Regions from separate parts of the Mus musculus genome. Here regions 1 and 2 are each linked to region 3. A link is a contact called in public Micro-C and promoter capture Hi-C data. All regions are on one chromosome and are shown on one strand. Each heading gives the region's core, a stretch centred on a gene start, on an enhancer-like site or on the middle of the called end of the contact. The rest is flanking DNA. Distances are from core to core; before and after follow the strand shown.

Evidence for each region. Promoter capture Hi-C pulls out the DNA fragments that hold promoters and counts their contacts. Hi-C and Micro-C count contacts between places; a contact is called where the count stands out from the background.
Region 1: a contact with region 3 is called in a Micro-C map of the G1E-ER4 cell line, with 2.5 times the contacts expected there. The contact joins the promoter of Drc7 here to the promoter of Cx3cl1 in region 3. A contact is called at or near these places in 2 of 484 Hi-C or Micro-C datasets (both in the G1E-ER4 cell line) and 1 of 9 other capture datasets (adipose tissue).
Region 2: a contact with region 3 is called in a promoter capture Hi-C map of cranial neural crest. The contact joins the enhancer-like site here to the promoter of Cx3cl1 in region 3. A contact is called at or near these places in 5 of 39 promoter capture datasets (the C10 cell line, cranial neural crest, liver and 2 more).

The regions. Positions count from the first base shown.
Region 1 is chr8:95,053,697-95,058,113 of GRCm38.p6, forward strand. Drc7 (dynein regulatory complex subunit 7) reads left to right here and starts at 1,407. Exons shown (of 18, transcript NM_001042715.3): 1 at 1,407-1,447; 2 at 2,305-2,518; 3 at 2,905-3,079. The coding sequence starts at 2,313.
Region 2 is chr8:94,294,300-94,298,432 of GRCm38.p6, forward strand. It overlaps Nup93 (nucleoporin 93), which reads left to right. Exons shown (of 22, transcript NM_001357266.1): 7 at 722-811; 8 at 2,151-2,290. Among named protein-coding and RNA genes, the nearest start is that of Mir138-2, 28 kb to the right of the region's middle. Within about 2 kb of position 2,227, at least 35 of the 459 cell types and tissues checked have an H3K27ac peak or open chromatin away from gene starts, as enhancers often do.
Region 3 is chr8:94,769,204-94,773,752 of GRCm38.p6, forward strand. It overlaps Cx3cl1 (chemokine (C-X3-C motif) ligand 1), which reads left to right and starts at 2,977. Exons shown (of 3, transcript NM_009142.3): 1 at 2,977-3,131. The coding sequence starts at 3,062.

The sequences.
Region 1 (4,417 bases), core at 157-2,656, 280 kb after region 3:
AAGCGGACCTGTCTAGAAATGGAGCAACTCCTGTCTGTGTTGTCTGGAAATTGGCACTTCAGCTCACAGGGCAGCAGCAGCAGCAGCAGCAGCAGCAGCAGCAGCACAGTCCACTCAAAAACACTCCATGGAAATATCAGCTGTCCAGTTCCAAAGAGTTGGGTTAGCAGCATTGGTGCCAGGCCTCAGCCTCGGCACAAGTCAGCAGGAGGGACCAGGACCAGCAGGAACACCAGGAAAATTTCTCAGTTGTGCCTCTCTCAGCAAAGTAAGGATCAGCAAAGATGTGAGACCAACAAGCATTGCACAGCCAGCTCTATAAGAAAGCCAAGCTCTGCCTTCATCACAGTCTGTTAGGTCCTATTTATACTCCCTCCAAACATCACATGTCCTTCACTGATCTTGCCTCAGCACGTGAGTGCGACTCAGCTGATTTCACTCTGCCAATCAGCCCGAGACGGAGGAAGCGTCAAGAAGCACACCACCAGAAGGGTTTTTTGGTGCGTTTCTCTCTATAGAGTCCTAACAAATGCAGCTCAACTACACAATGTAAGGTGGACCAATACATGCATGTCACTAGTGAAGAATCCTTCATCGCGAGTCCTTTCATGGGCTTGCTTTAGCAGAATATCCTTTCTCCTGTGTCAGCTAAACTTTCTTTCACCTGTTTGCCCCAGCAAAACACCATCCAACACAACTGACTTCCCAAAGAACCCTTAAGTTTCCACTTCAGGAAGTAGCCAGATAGCTGGGAAGTGATGGGCTTTCAGCATCTACTGCTTTTGTTTTTATTGTAAGTACTTCATGCAGTGGTTTGAAGGACATGACTCCCATAGGCTCATATATTCGAATGTTTGGTGGTCCCCCATTGGTGGAACTGATTAGAAGGAGTGGGAGGAGTGGTTTCTCTGGAGGAGGCGTGGCTTCACTGGAAGAGGTGTGTCACTGGGGCTGGGCTTTGCGCTTTCCAAAGTTCATACGTTCTCAGTTAGCTACACCCACAACCCCCGACCTGGTGCCTGTAGATTGGGATGTAAATTTTCAGCTTATGCTCCGGCACCATACCAGCCAGTCTGCTGCCATGCTTGCTGACATGATGATCATGGATTCTAACCCTCTGGAACCTTAAGTCCCAATAAACACTTTTATATGTTGCCTCGCTCATGTATCGGGAGCAATAATTCTCTGGAGGTTTTTAATCATTTAATAATGCTGCATTTGACAACTGGTTCACAATAATTGCTAAAAGCTTGGTGACCATCTCTTGTATTCTCTTACTCTACCATCCAGCACACTATGGTGGTGGTGGTGGTGGTGGTGGTGGAGGAGGAGGAAAACTGGAACCTAAGCAATCACAAGAAACTACATTTCCCAGAAGCCTCCTCTCCCAGGGCCTGCCCTCCGCTGTTACCATAGAGACAAGTAACAGTAAGGCTGTTCTTGGAGGGTAAGGAGGGAACTGGAAACTGGGCATGGCTGGACCTGCTTGAGATAGGGAGGGAGGGCCCAGAGAAGCAAAGTATTCCTTCCTGGGGTCTCCTAGCCCTGACCTGTCGGGAAGGGCTGTTTTGTGGAGAGGAGAAGGCTGCTGGGAAGAGGCTCTGGTAGGACACTATGGGTCCCTCAGTAGCTGAGGAGGTAGCCTGTATGGGGGGGGGGGTGTTAATGTTGCAGGTCTGGACCCAGACCCACTTTGATGGCCTAATTTGTGACCTTGAGCCCCAGCTAGAGCTGGCCTGCCCCCTGACACCTTGATCTTTCTGTCATGTTTCTTTCCTTGCTCCCCACCCCCCATCTCCCACCCCTTTCCCTTCCATAGCTCCCCTCTTACATGGGTTTCAAAGGCAGAAATCCATGGGTTCCAGTCAAAGATCTGCTCTCTGCTGTATGTAACTCCGATGATTCTCTTAGGCTCTCTAGTCCTTGCTCTTCTCACCTGTAGAATGGGACTCATAGGACTAACTACATCAGTCTGTTAAGGATGAGGGATATCATTTTTGTGTTTACCACACAATAGGTTTCTAGTGAGCTGTGAAATAAAAGTATAACTTTATTAATAAAAATATAACCCACTTCTTGGTTATCTCCCTGTACCTAAGAGGCAGCAAAGGGCTTTAAAAACCAGACCATGCTGCTAGGTTGGAGGTCTGTTCCTGGCTGGTGGAAGGGATGCTTCCAAGGGATGTTGCTCCTCCTCCATGAGGAATGTACCTGGGACCACTCAGCATGTACGAGTGGTCTCGGTGACTTCTTCCTGTCGGACAACGGCCATTTTGAGCGTCTTTGCTTTTTCCTCATCTCTAGCTGTCAGGATGGAGGTCCTGAGAGAGAAAGTGGAGGAGGAGGAGGAGGCTGAGCGTGAAGAAGCAGCCGAGAGGGCCGAACGGACTGAGAAGCTGGAGAGGGTGACAAAGTCCGCCGAAGTGAGCAGAGAGGGGACCATCCTGAGCCAGGATGAGCTTCGAGACCTGGAGGGGAAGCTGATGGCCATCGAGATCCCTACCCAAGCTGATCACTCGTGAGTGTCCGGACTGGGGCTTTCCCAGCCCAGCGCTGGCGGTCAGAAAGGACCAAGGCAGGATTGGTAGCATCTGGGCTGGGAGCGGGGGTCATAGAGGGATGTGATTCAGTTTGAGGTTCTACTCCCAGACTGCTCACCTTGCCCCAGTTGTGTGACTGGGGTGTGTGGGGATGAGGGGTACGGGGGTGGGGGGAAGGCCGTCAACCTTTTGCAGCCTCCATTACTTTGTCTGTGTAAGAGTGAAAATATAAGTAGTGGCAGTCTCCATGGAGTTGTGAAAATCAAATGAAGATAAGGCAAAGACAGCTCAGGCATTTTAGGGGATTTCTGGGTGTGCCAAGCATGGCCTCTCTTAGATTATTGTTATCTTTCCTTGGACACAGGGTCATAAGCCAGGCCCCTGTTGATGTCACCAAGCTGCCTCCTTCCTATACCACCAACTCATTGAAGGAGGAGCACCTGCTGCTGGTGGCAGACAACTTCTCCCGCCAGTACAGCCACCTGTGTCCAGACCGCGTGCCTCTCTTCTTGCACCCGTTAAATGAGTGCAATGTGCCTGTAAGCCTGGGGCTTGGAGGGCAGGGCCTGAGCAGGAGCGGGGTGAGGGTGGGGAATGGGGTGAGGCATACCCAGTTCTACGTGGTGGTCTCTGGGTCAAATCCCAGCTGTCCTGTAGAAGTCCCTGTGAATCAGCTCTGGCCTGTCAGGGGCTGGAGAGACATACAGACTCCTGGGTGGGTGGGGGGGGGGGGGTTGCAGGCCTGAGATCTGAAGCTCTGATTGGAAGCTGTAGATGAGCCCAGGGCCTGACACATAGTAGCCTAGCACCCTGCCACTGCACTGTATCTCCAGCCTTTTCAGTCTTGAGTTAAGGTGAGGTGTTACTATGTAGCCCAGGATGCCCTTGAACTAGCTGTGGCTTTCAGTGTTGATTACAAGGGCCTGACACATAGTTTAGGCTAGTGCCCTGCCATTGAGCTGCATCTCCAGCCTTTTTAGTCTTGAGTTAAAGTGGCTACTATGTAGCCCAGGATGATCTTGAACTAGAGGTTGCTCTCCGTGTTGATTACTAACATATTCTAGGAGACTGTGCCTATGTATAGGGTAGCCACAGATGGGGAAAACTGAGGCTCAGGGAGCTACCTGGGGCCATGTGGAGGGTAGGCCTGCTCTGCTCATCTTTTTCCTATTGCTTTGCTCTTCCCTTGAGGGGTCAGTACCTGCTACTGGAGACCACCCTGGTCACTAGTTACCTCTGTCCAGAACCTCTGTAGGTCTCTGAAAAGACCTTGTCCTGGTTGGAGATCTGTGTCCTTTAGCCCTTTCTTATTGAGTGAGCTTAGACAATTCACTTAGTGTCTCAGTCAGGGTTCTCTAGAGTCACAGAACTTATGGAATATCTCATATCGTAAGGAAATTTATTGGAATGACTTATAGACTGCAGTCTAACTAACTCAACAATGGGCAGCTGTGAATGGGCAGTCAAAGAATCTAGTAGTTGCTCAGTCCCATGAGGCTGGGTGTTTCCGCCAGTCTTCTGTATAAGCTGGAGTCCTGAAGAAGTAGGTTCCAACAGAGGAGCTGGCAAGTAAGTGCAAGCAGGCTAAGAAGAAAGAACTCTTCCATTGTCCTAATGTAGGCCTCCAGCTGTGGCCCAGATTAAAGGTGTGTACTACCACACCTGGACTTGGAACTTGTTTTGTCCCAGGCTGGCCTTGAACTCAGAGATCTGCTTGCCTGTCTTCTGGGATTAAAGGCATATACTACCCTGCCTGGGTCTCAGCTTTCAGTGGTCTCTATGCCTCAAGATCTGGATCACATTTCTGGATTGTAGTTCATTCCAAATATAGTCAAGTCGACAACCAGGAATAGCCATCATACTTGGCCTTCTGGGCT
Region 2 (4,133 bases), core at 977-3,476, 480 kb before region 3:
TAGTTTGTAACCATAATTATTTCAGTATTTTATAAGTCAAATCCAAAGTAAAATCTTACACCTTAAGCATGACATCAAATCATCGCTGTGGTTTTTGTTGTTTTGTTTGTTTCTTTCTTGAAAGAGATTTTACCTGAAGAGCAGAGATTCTTTCTCTTATGTTTATGTACTTTTTTATTCACTGTGGGAGCAGTGGTCAGAGAACAGCCTGTGGGAATCAGCTTTCCTTCTACTACCATGTGGGTCTCAGAGATTTAACTCAGGTTGTCAGGCCTGGCGGCCACACTGAGTTCTCAGGCCGGGCCCAGAGATGCTTTCTAGGGGTAATATTCCAACTCTGTAGCAAACACTGCCCTGACAAAGGAGAAGACAGCTGTGCCCTCCCCGAGTCCGTGAGCCGTGGCCTGGGACCATTCAGTCCTCTGACCTGGATTTATCAGAGCCTGCCTGTGCTTCTATAGTGTGCCGTCTTCCCTTTTGTTCCTGGCCTCTGTCCTCTACTATCTTGCGCCATGTTTTTCAGGTGTTTGTAAGGCTGGGCTCGTGGTCAGCTTTAATGTGCTGGCCACAGGTGGAGACCTAGCCTTATGGACGATTAGGCACTCCGAGGAAGGGAAGGCTAACATAGGCCTCTACTGCCTCTTGCTGGCTTCAGAATGACTTCTGATCTCTAAGGAAGTGAGAGTATCTCGTGCTGGTTACTTTTGTTTCCTTCTTTCAGATCTATATCTATAACGAGAAGATTGTGAGTGGACACCTACAGCCTAACCTGGTGGACCTGTGTGCCTCTGTCGCAGAGCTGGATGACAAGGTAGTGCCCAGACCTAACCTGGGTAGAAACCCACATTCCGTGTTCAAATGGCGTCAGCGCCTTACTGACTAGGCTGCAGTATGCTAAGAGAGACTGTTTTAAGAGTTAGCATTTTTTTCCCAATGTTTTTTATAAATTGGAGTGATTGTTTTTGTGGTGGCTTTTTAAAAATACATCCAAGGGTATGGGGGACTTTTGGGAGAGCATTGGAAATGTAAATGAGGAAAATACATAATTAAAAAAAAATCCTCAAAAGTTCTGGCTGGGATTAGTCAGTGGTCAGAGGTCCTGAGCTCTGTTTGGCTTCTTGACCATTTTCTCTCCTCAGGTATCAGCATGCTCTTTAAGGATGCAGAGGGCGGAGTTGGTGCTATCTCCTTGAACTTAACTTACGCCTTCCTCACCCTCTTACTTCCCTGGCAGCTTTCTCCTTTAGGAAGAGCAGCAGTGGGTGGATAGGGGTGGGTGCATTAGAAGGTGCTGGAGGGAAGGCAGAAGGAAGGGAAGGCCAGTACAGGAGCAGAAACACTCATACACAGGTTTGTTTTTCAGAATTGTACCCCCCCCAGTAGTAAAATAAAAAGCAGTACAAACAGATTTCAAGACAGACGTGAGACTTCACTAGTCACATTTGCTTAGTATTCATTCTGCAGCTTTCACTGTTGAGAGAGGCGCCAGGAGAACCAACTTTTCCCCACTGCAGTGCATTTCTCTGCTTCTATCTTTAGAGTGTTGCCAAGGGGCCAGAAAACAGGTTTTGAAGGAGAAATTCAGAGCCTGGGGAGAGGAACACAAAGAAAACCCTCTTTCCTGGAGGCGCTCTTGAGGTGGAGTGGGAGGGAGAACAGGAGGCCGTGGCATTTACTGATAAAGTGGGCTACGGTGGCAGCCCAGAGAGCCTCTGGGAGGACAGAACCGTGTTATTTAGGTTAAACTCTTATTTTAAGCCCTAAGAAACTTAAATAACCTTGTAAGGACTTATGTTTAAGTTCCTAGAGTGCTGGGTAATTAGAAGTGCATTCACTCCCTCTTAAAGGGTGAGCCACTAAGGTTGAGCTCTTCTTACTTTCATGTGCCTATAATGATGGAGGTGCTTCTGTCAGGCCTGGCATGGTAATTGGTCTGAAAGCCAGCTCCAAGCAGGGCAGGGATATACTCATCAGTGATCAGAGCTCTTAGGATTGGCAAGGCAGAGGCCCATCTTCTGCACTGAATTTGAGCCAGGGGCATCTCAGACATAAAACCTCAACCCTTCCTCATTCTGCCTGCCAGTGCAGTCATAGCCAGGTAACTCCTCCCCTTGTACATGGTTGTCATACACAACCTCATTTATATGCAGAGCATTTCTGACATGTGGGCCATGGTAAAACAAATGACAGATGTGGTGCTGACACCAGCAACTGACGCCCTGAAGAGCCGGAGCAGTGTGGAAGTGCGTATGGACTTTGTCAAGCAAGCCTTGGGATATCTTGAGCAGAGGTAAGGAAGCTCGCTCTCTCGCTCTCTCGCTCTCTCTCTCTCTCTCTCTCTCTCTCTCTCTCTCTCTCTCTCTCTCTCCCTCCCTCCCTCCCTCCCTCCCTCCCTCCCTCCTCCACCCCTCTCTCTGTCTCTCAGTATGTCCGTGTCTGGTCAGGGCAGGCTTTCACCTTCCCTAAAGTCACATGTTACTTGGTCTTACGTAGTTCTGGGACTGAGTGTGTTATAACTGGAGTACTTTAAACTGACTGGAGCTGAGCTAATTCTGTTGTCAGAACACTTATCTACTCAGACTGTTTCTGCACTTGATAAAATCATACATGGAAAGGGTGGTGAGGGAAAGCACTGTTCACATCTTTTATTTCTCTGCTTTCCATAATTTAACACGGAGACATGTTGATTAGATCATAATGACTTGGGTTATAATTCTGATTTCCTAATATGGTCCAGCATTCACTCCTCAGGTTCCTTTGTTTTCTTACAGCTTTTTAACTCACTCTTGCAATAAATGACTTGGAAATCTTAGCAAGGCCCCTGTAACTTTACTCTCCTTGGCCCTACCCAGTTAACCCCTGAGTCAGGGCCCTGCATAGCTGCCGAGGCCAGCGCTTTGTGCCTGGGCTTTCTTCCACCTCCTCACTAATCAGAGTTGGTTCGTAGCTGGTTCGTCATACCCTATTGTCCACTTCATTACTAGGGCCAGCACCATTCATTGTATTTGTGACAGTCTGTGGAATGCCAGCAGGGATGGTCAGGAGTGTGACTCTAAATAGAGTCAGGGTGCTGGGTGTCACCCCGCTGGCCTGAGAGGAGAAAGCTTAGCTGAGTATACGAGCTGAATTGCAGCCTTAGCCAGTCTCAAATGCCAGCAGCCTTGCAGTGTGGTTGCTTTGTCAACAAAATACTACTTGATTAGGAAGATCCCTGAGGGAAGTCAGACTTGATGCTGCAGGGAACTGGTTTTCATAGCACATATCACACTAATTGCACCTTAGTGACATGAAATGCACGCCCTCACCAGTCTCCATTCCTGATACTAGAAATCTGCATCTGTAAACCGGGGCTGTTGTTGACTTTCTCTAATCTCTCTGTGTAAAGGTTTGAGAAATAGTTCTTTAGACTTTGACTGTTTTCACGTTAGTTTACATTTTTATTTTTATGGTTAGTTATGCCTGTGTACCACAAGAGTACGGTGTCCATGGAGGCCAGACGAGGGTGTTGGACCCCCTAGGACTGCACCCCCTAGACACTGTGAGCCAGCCACTGTGTGGGTGCTGGAACTGAACCTCAAGTCCTCTGGAAGAGCAGTCAGTGCTCTCAGCTGATTAGCCATCTCTCCAGCCCCACTGGCTAAGCTTTTGTGATGGAAGTTTGACTGTATTGACTGTCAAGTATAAGGACCCTAATAAAGTAATATTTGTTCATTTTTAGTTACAAGACTAAGAGCCAGATAATCTTATACCGTATAAAAATCTTAAGGAATTAAAAATTAAATGCTTTTTCTGTTAAACCTAATCATTAAGTTGGTGTTTCAGCTACCAGGTCTGTGTTCTATTGTTTATGCATCCCAGTTTATTATTTATTCCACGCAGTTTTTAACTTTTTAAATGTATTTATTTTATGTGTATGGGTGTTCTTCCTGAAAGTACATATGTACACCATGTGTACGTCTGGTGCCAGTGAGGTTGGTACAGTGAGGTTGTAACAGTATGGAGTTACAGACAGTTGTGAGCAACCATATGGGTGCCAGGAACCCAGCCCAGGTCCTCTGTAAGAGCAGAAAGTTCTCTTAACAGCTAATCCATTTCTCCAGCCCAGACTTTAGTTATTCTTTCATTGCCCATTC
Region 3 (4,549 bases), core at 1,727-4,226:
ATGACCAAGGCAACTCTTATAAAGGTAGACATCTAACTGGGGCTAGCTTACAGTTTTAGAGGTTTAGTCCGTTATCATCATGGTGGAAAGCATGGCAGCATGCAGGCAGACATGATGCTGGAGGGGCCAAGAGTTCTACATCTTGATCAGAAGGCAGCAGAAGGAGACTGTTCTGCAGGCAACAAGGAGGAGACACTGATTCCACACTGGGCAGAGCTGGAGTGTAGGAGACCTCAAAGCCCACCTCCATAGTGACACACTTCCTTCAACAAGATCACACCTGCTAATAGTGCCACTCCCCATGGGCCAAAAACTCAAATACAAGAGTAGATGGGGGTCAAAATTCAAACCACTGCTGGGCTTGGTGGCGCACACCTTTAATACCAGCACTTGGGAAGCAGAGGCAGGCCGATTTCTGAGTTCAAGGCCAGCTTGATCTGCAGAGTGAGTTCCAGGACAGCCAGGGCTACACAGAGAAACCCTATCTCAAAAAACCAAAAAACCAAACCAAAACAGAAAATTTCAAACCACCTCAGCATACTACAGACAGAAACACTGCAGTACATAGAGCATTAGTAACCTGCCCAAGTGGGACCTTTAGGAAGGGCAGAGTTGAGCTTGAATTGGGTCAATGGGCCTGAAAGCCTGGCTACTGTGTCCAAACTGCATCTCAACAGTCACTCCTTGAAACCTGGATGAGATGGGTGGGACCAACCATCTGTAGATGAGAAGCTGGTTCTGGAGGGAGCACAGACTGCCCCCTGGAGCTGAAGCTAGGTCTGGAGGGAGCACGGAATGCTCCTGGAGCTGAAGCTGGGTCTAGAGGGAGCACGGACTGCCCCTGGAGCTGAGCAAGTTCGGGTAAAGCTGTTTTTACCTTCTCAGTTCAGACACTTGCTTATCAAATGGTTCCTTGCCAGTGGGTGGTGACTCAGACCCAAGAGACAGCTAGTTGGTCATCCCATCCTTCTTGACTTCCTCCCTGGTTATCTTCAGCTACTCCATCCATAAAGCAGCCCACCACAGTGATGGATGTTAGCCTTATAGCCTGGGTGTGTTATCATGACTATGTGTGTTAAACATGGAACTCCATTAAGTTTTGTTTAGTTGGGGATAGACACCAGGCTTTTGGCATGCCAGGTGAGTGCTGTACAGCTGAGCTATGTCCCCAGCACCATGGGAAACGTTATTAGAGAGTGCCTGGATCAGAGTTAATTTAGTGCCTCCTTCCTAATTTTACAGAATCCAAACATTTCACAATAACTCTGGAGCCAGGCTTGCATCCTGCAAACCATCTCCCTGCCCTCCAAATTCTACTCTGGAGCTCACCCTCCAGTCAGGGATTCCAAGTCTCCATTCCCAGATCCTTTCCCTTTAAATATGTAAGTGTTGATTTCCCATAATCCTCCTTGGATTCCCCTACCTACCCCTGTCTTCTCTCTCTTCTCTCTCCCTTTTCCTCTGGTCCCCCCCCCGCCCCTCCTTCTTATCCTATCTGCTGCACAGGCACAAAGAAACCTAGACTTCTGGGTTTTATTTCCCTGTTTGGTTTGGAGTTTTTGTTTTTGTTTTTGTTCTAGCCAGGCTGGAAGTCACTATGTAGCCCAGGCTAGACTTGAACTTTAGACGATCCTTCCTCCACCTCTTCAGTGCTGCAATTACAAACATGAGGTACCCTACCTGGCCCAGCCCTCCATTTTTATCACTTCTTATTAAGTCTCTCCAGCTGTAAAATGAGGCTTCCTGGCTTCTTATCTGGCCAGCTGAGGGCAGGTTCTCTGGGCCTCAGTGGATATTGATCCCTGCCAGGACAGCCACCCTCAACACTATCAGTACCCACACCAGGTGCTAGCCCTGCTACAATGTATAGCAGGAGAGAGCACGAGGTCTTCGGGGGCGGCAGCTGCAGCCTCTGCAGTCTGGACCAGGCTGGCTATGGTCCAACTGGCACCTTAGCCTAGGACAGTTTTCTACACAAACTGGTTTTTCCTTCTGGCTGGCAGCCCAAAAAGAGTAGCGCAATTCACTCCCAGCCCGAGGCTGGGGAGGCTCTGACTTTTCTAGACTCCCAGGATTGTACTCCCTGTCTTCCGGGAAGTCAGGTTGTGTGCAGTACCCAAGCTTTGCTGCTAGGTCTTGCCTGGTCTCATGGAGAAAGCTTCTGGAAGATCCGAGCCAGAAGCTGGGTTAGCCAGACTCTACAGTGGCAGAGCTACCCTGGAAGGAGGCAGGACCTCTCTAAGGCTCTGCATTAGGGTCCAAGAGGAGCCAAGAGACCCTTAGCTCCGAAGACAAGTTCGTGGCTGTGCTGTTTCGGGAGCTAGCAGAAGGCACAGCCAGCCCTGGATAGAGCAAAGGCTAGAGGGGCTACACAACAGCTAAGGAGGCCAGGAGGCCCATGTTCCCTCCATGTCCATGTCCTCAGCAGCCCTGGCTCTGCAGTCTTCTCCTCCGTGGTCTTGATAAGTTTATCGAGTGAAGCTCTGTGTGATTTGGAATGGTCTCTCCCTTCTCTGGGTCTCAGTTTCCCCACCTGTCCATAGAAGGCAGGACTGGATCTATGTTTCAGGAAACTGCTTGCCAGGTTCGGTGTTGAGTCCAGCAGATGCATAGGCTGAAATGTATCTGGGGATTTTAAGGGGTGATTGCTGGGGGTTCTGCATCGCATGGGCGAAAGACCCCATCTGCCCCCAGATCAAGAAAGAGCTTGGCAGATCCGGCCTGGCGGGGACCAGCGCTCTGCATGTCCCTGGCTCAGTGTCCGGCTTAGACAAGACCTAGGTTCTCCAGGGAAGGTAACCCTGCTAACCCACCAGGTTCCCATCGCGCCGCTCCCGCAGCGGAGCCCAGCGCAGGATTGCAACTGGTTCCCTGGCAACCTGGGAGGAATCCAGCCGCAGCTACAGGCTCTTCCTCTCCCCTCCCACCGCCTCCTACTGCGGGCGCCGGGGGCGGAGGCTGCCAGCCCATTATAAAAAGCAACCGAGACCAGCCGCGAGTGACTACTAGGAGCTGCGACACGGCCCAGCCTCCTGGCCCGCCGAATTCCTGCACTCCAGCCATGGCTCCCTCGCCGCTCGCGTGGCTGCTGCGCCTGGCCGCGTTCTTCCATTTGTGTACTCTGCTGCCGGGTGAGTGGGTCCCGGACCCTACCTCGGGGAGAAAGGAAGGGTATGCAGACTGCATCTCCCTGGGGAAAATAGGCCCCCGCGAGTCCCAGCCATCCCAGTGGCTTCTGGGGTGGGAGTCGGGGAGACACCTCGGAGGTGTCTGTGGGAGACAGAAGCTGTGTGGGGAGGAGAGCGAGGGCTGAGGGAAACCTGAGCAGGCTCCTGGCTGACGGACAAGAGGTGGTTCTTCCTACTGAGGTTAACTATAACCTGTATAAGCTCTGGCCCGGGGCCAGGGACTAGGTAGGACTTTCCCCTGCCCTGTCGCTCCAGGCCCCCAGAAATAGTTAAGGTCAAGGTCACTGCAGCTCATGGGGATGGAGCTTGTCTCTAGTACTGGCGTGCAGCTTGTCGTCTCTCTGCCTGTGTCTCCCCCATCATCCTTGCCACTTTCTCCAAACCCAGCTTAGAAAATATTTTGTCTCTACGGACTTGCTTCCTGGAGTCCACTACCTGGTAGTACAAGGTGTAGACATTCCTAGGGACATAGGAAAGATGGAGAGCTAGAGCTAGAGATCTGTTTGAGGATGCTCAGCCAGTATGCAGGGCAGGAGAGAGTGATGCCCAGGGACTTAAGGAAGGAGAGACCAACAGCCTTGCCCACCTTCTCTTTTGACCATTCCACCTCCTTTAACCTCTAGAGCTCCATCCTCAGGGAGGGCCGAGGCTATTTAGCCAGGCTAAATTAGCAGGTTGTCGCTCAGAGAAGGTGGCACTCTGCCTTAGGGCGCACTGTGAAACTGGAAAAAAATGAGAGCCAACCCCCAGCATCAAGGATATCTCCATGGAACTAAATCACCAGTGCCACAGGGAGCTGGGTGGGTGAGTGGGTGGGAGTGGGGGTGGTGGGATAAAATTGTGCCTGCCTTTCTGCTGTCTGAGCTCTGGCCCTCAAGCCTGAGATATTTGTAGACAGTGCGCACGGGGAAGTAGGAATCAGATGGAGGTTGCTTTGCCATCACCTCCCTGTGTGTCAATGGAGCAGGGTCTTGACTTCTCTGGTCCCAACTGCTGTAGCATTCACGCCTTACCGGTGAGAAAACTCCAGTGTCTAGGGAGGCATTTTGGAAAGTGCATGTGGTCATGGTGGTAGCTATCACTTTCCTAAGCTTATAGGGAAATCCTAGGCAAGGTTGAAAAGAAAACCCAGAATGTCTGATGCCTGAGGACCCTAATCGTGGTTGCTGGCTTTGCCAGGACACAGTGAGGATGGATGACTCAACCCCAGTGAACCTCAGTTTCTTCTCCCCTTGAATGAGGTATTCAGCTGGGTTCACCCTAGAGCTCCCTCAGCAAGGGGGGGGGGGTGTCTCAGGCTTTAGGGATGCTGCAGGCTGGTGCAGGGCATCTGCGTCAGTCCCCAAATGTGGGTCTGCAGG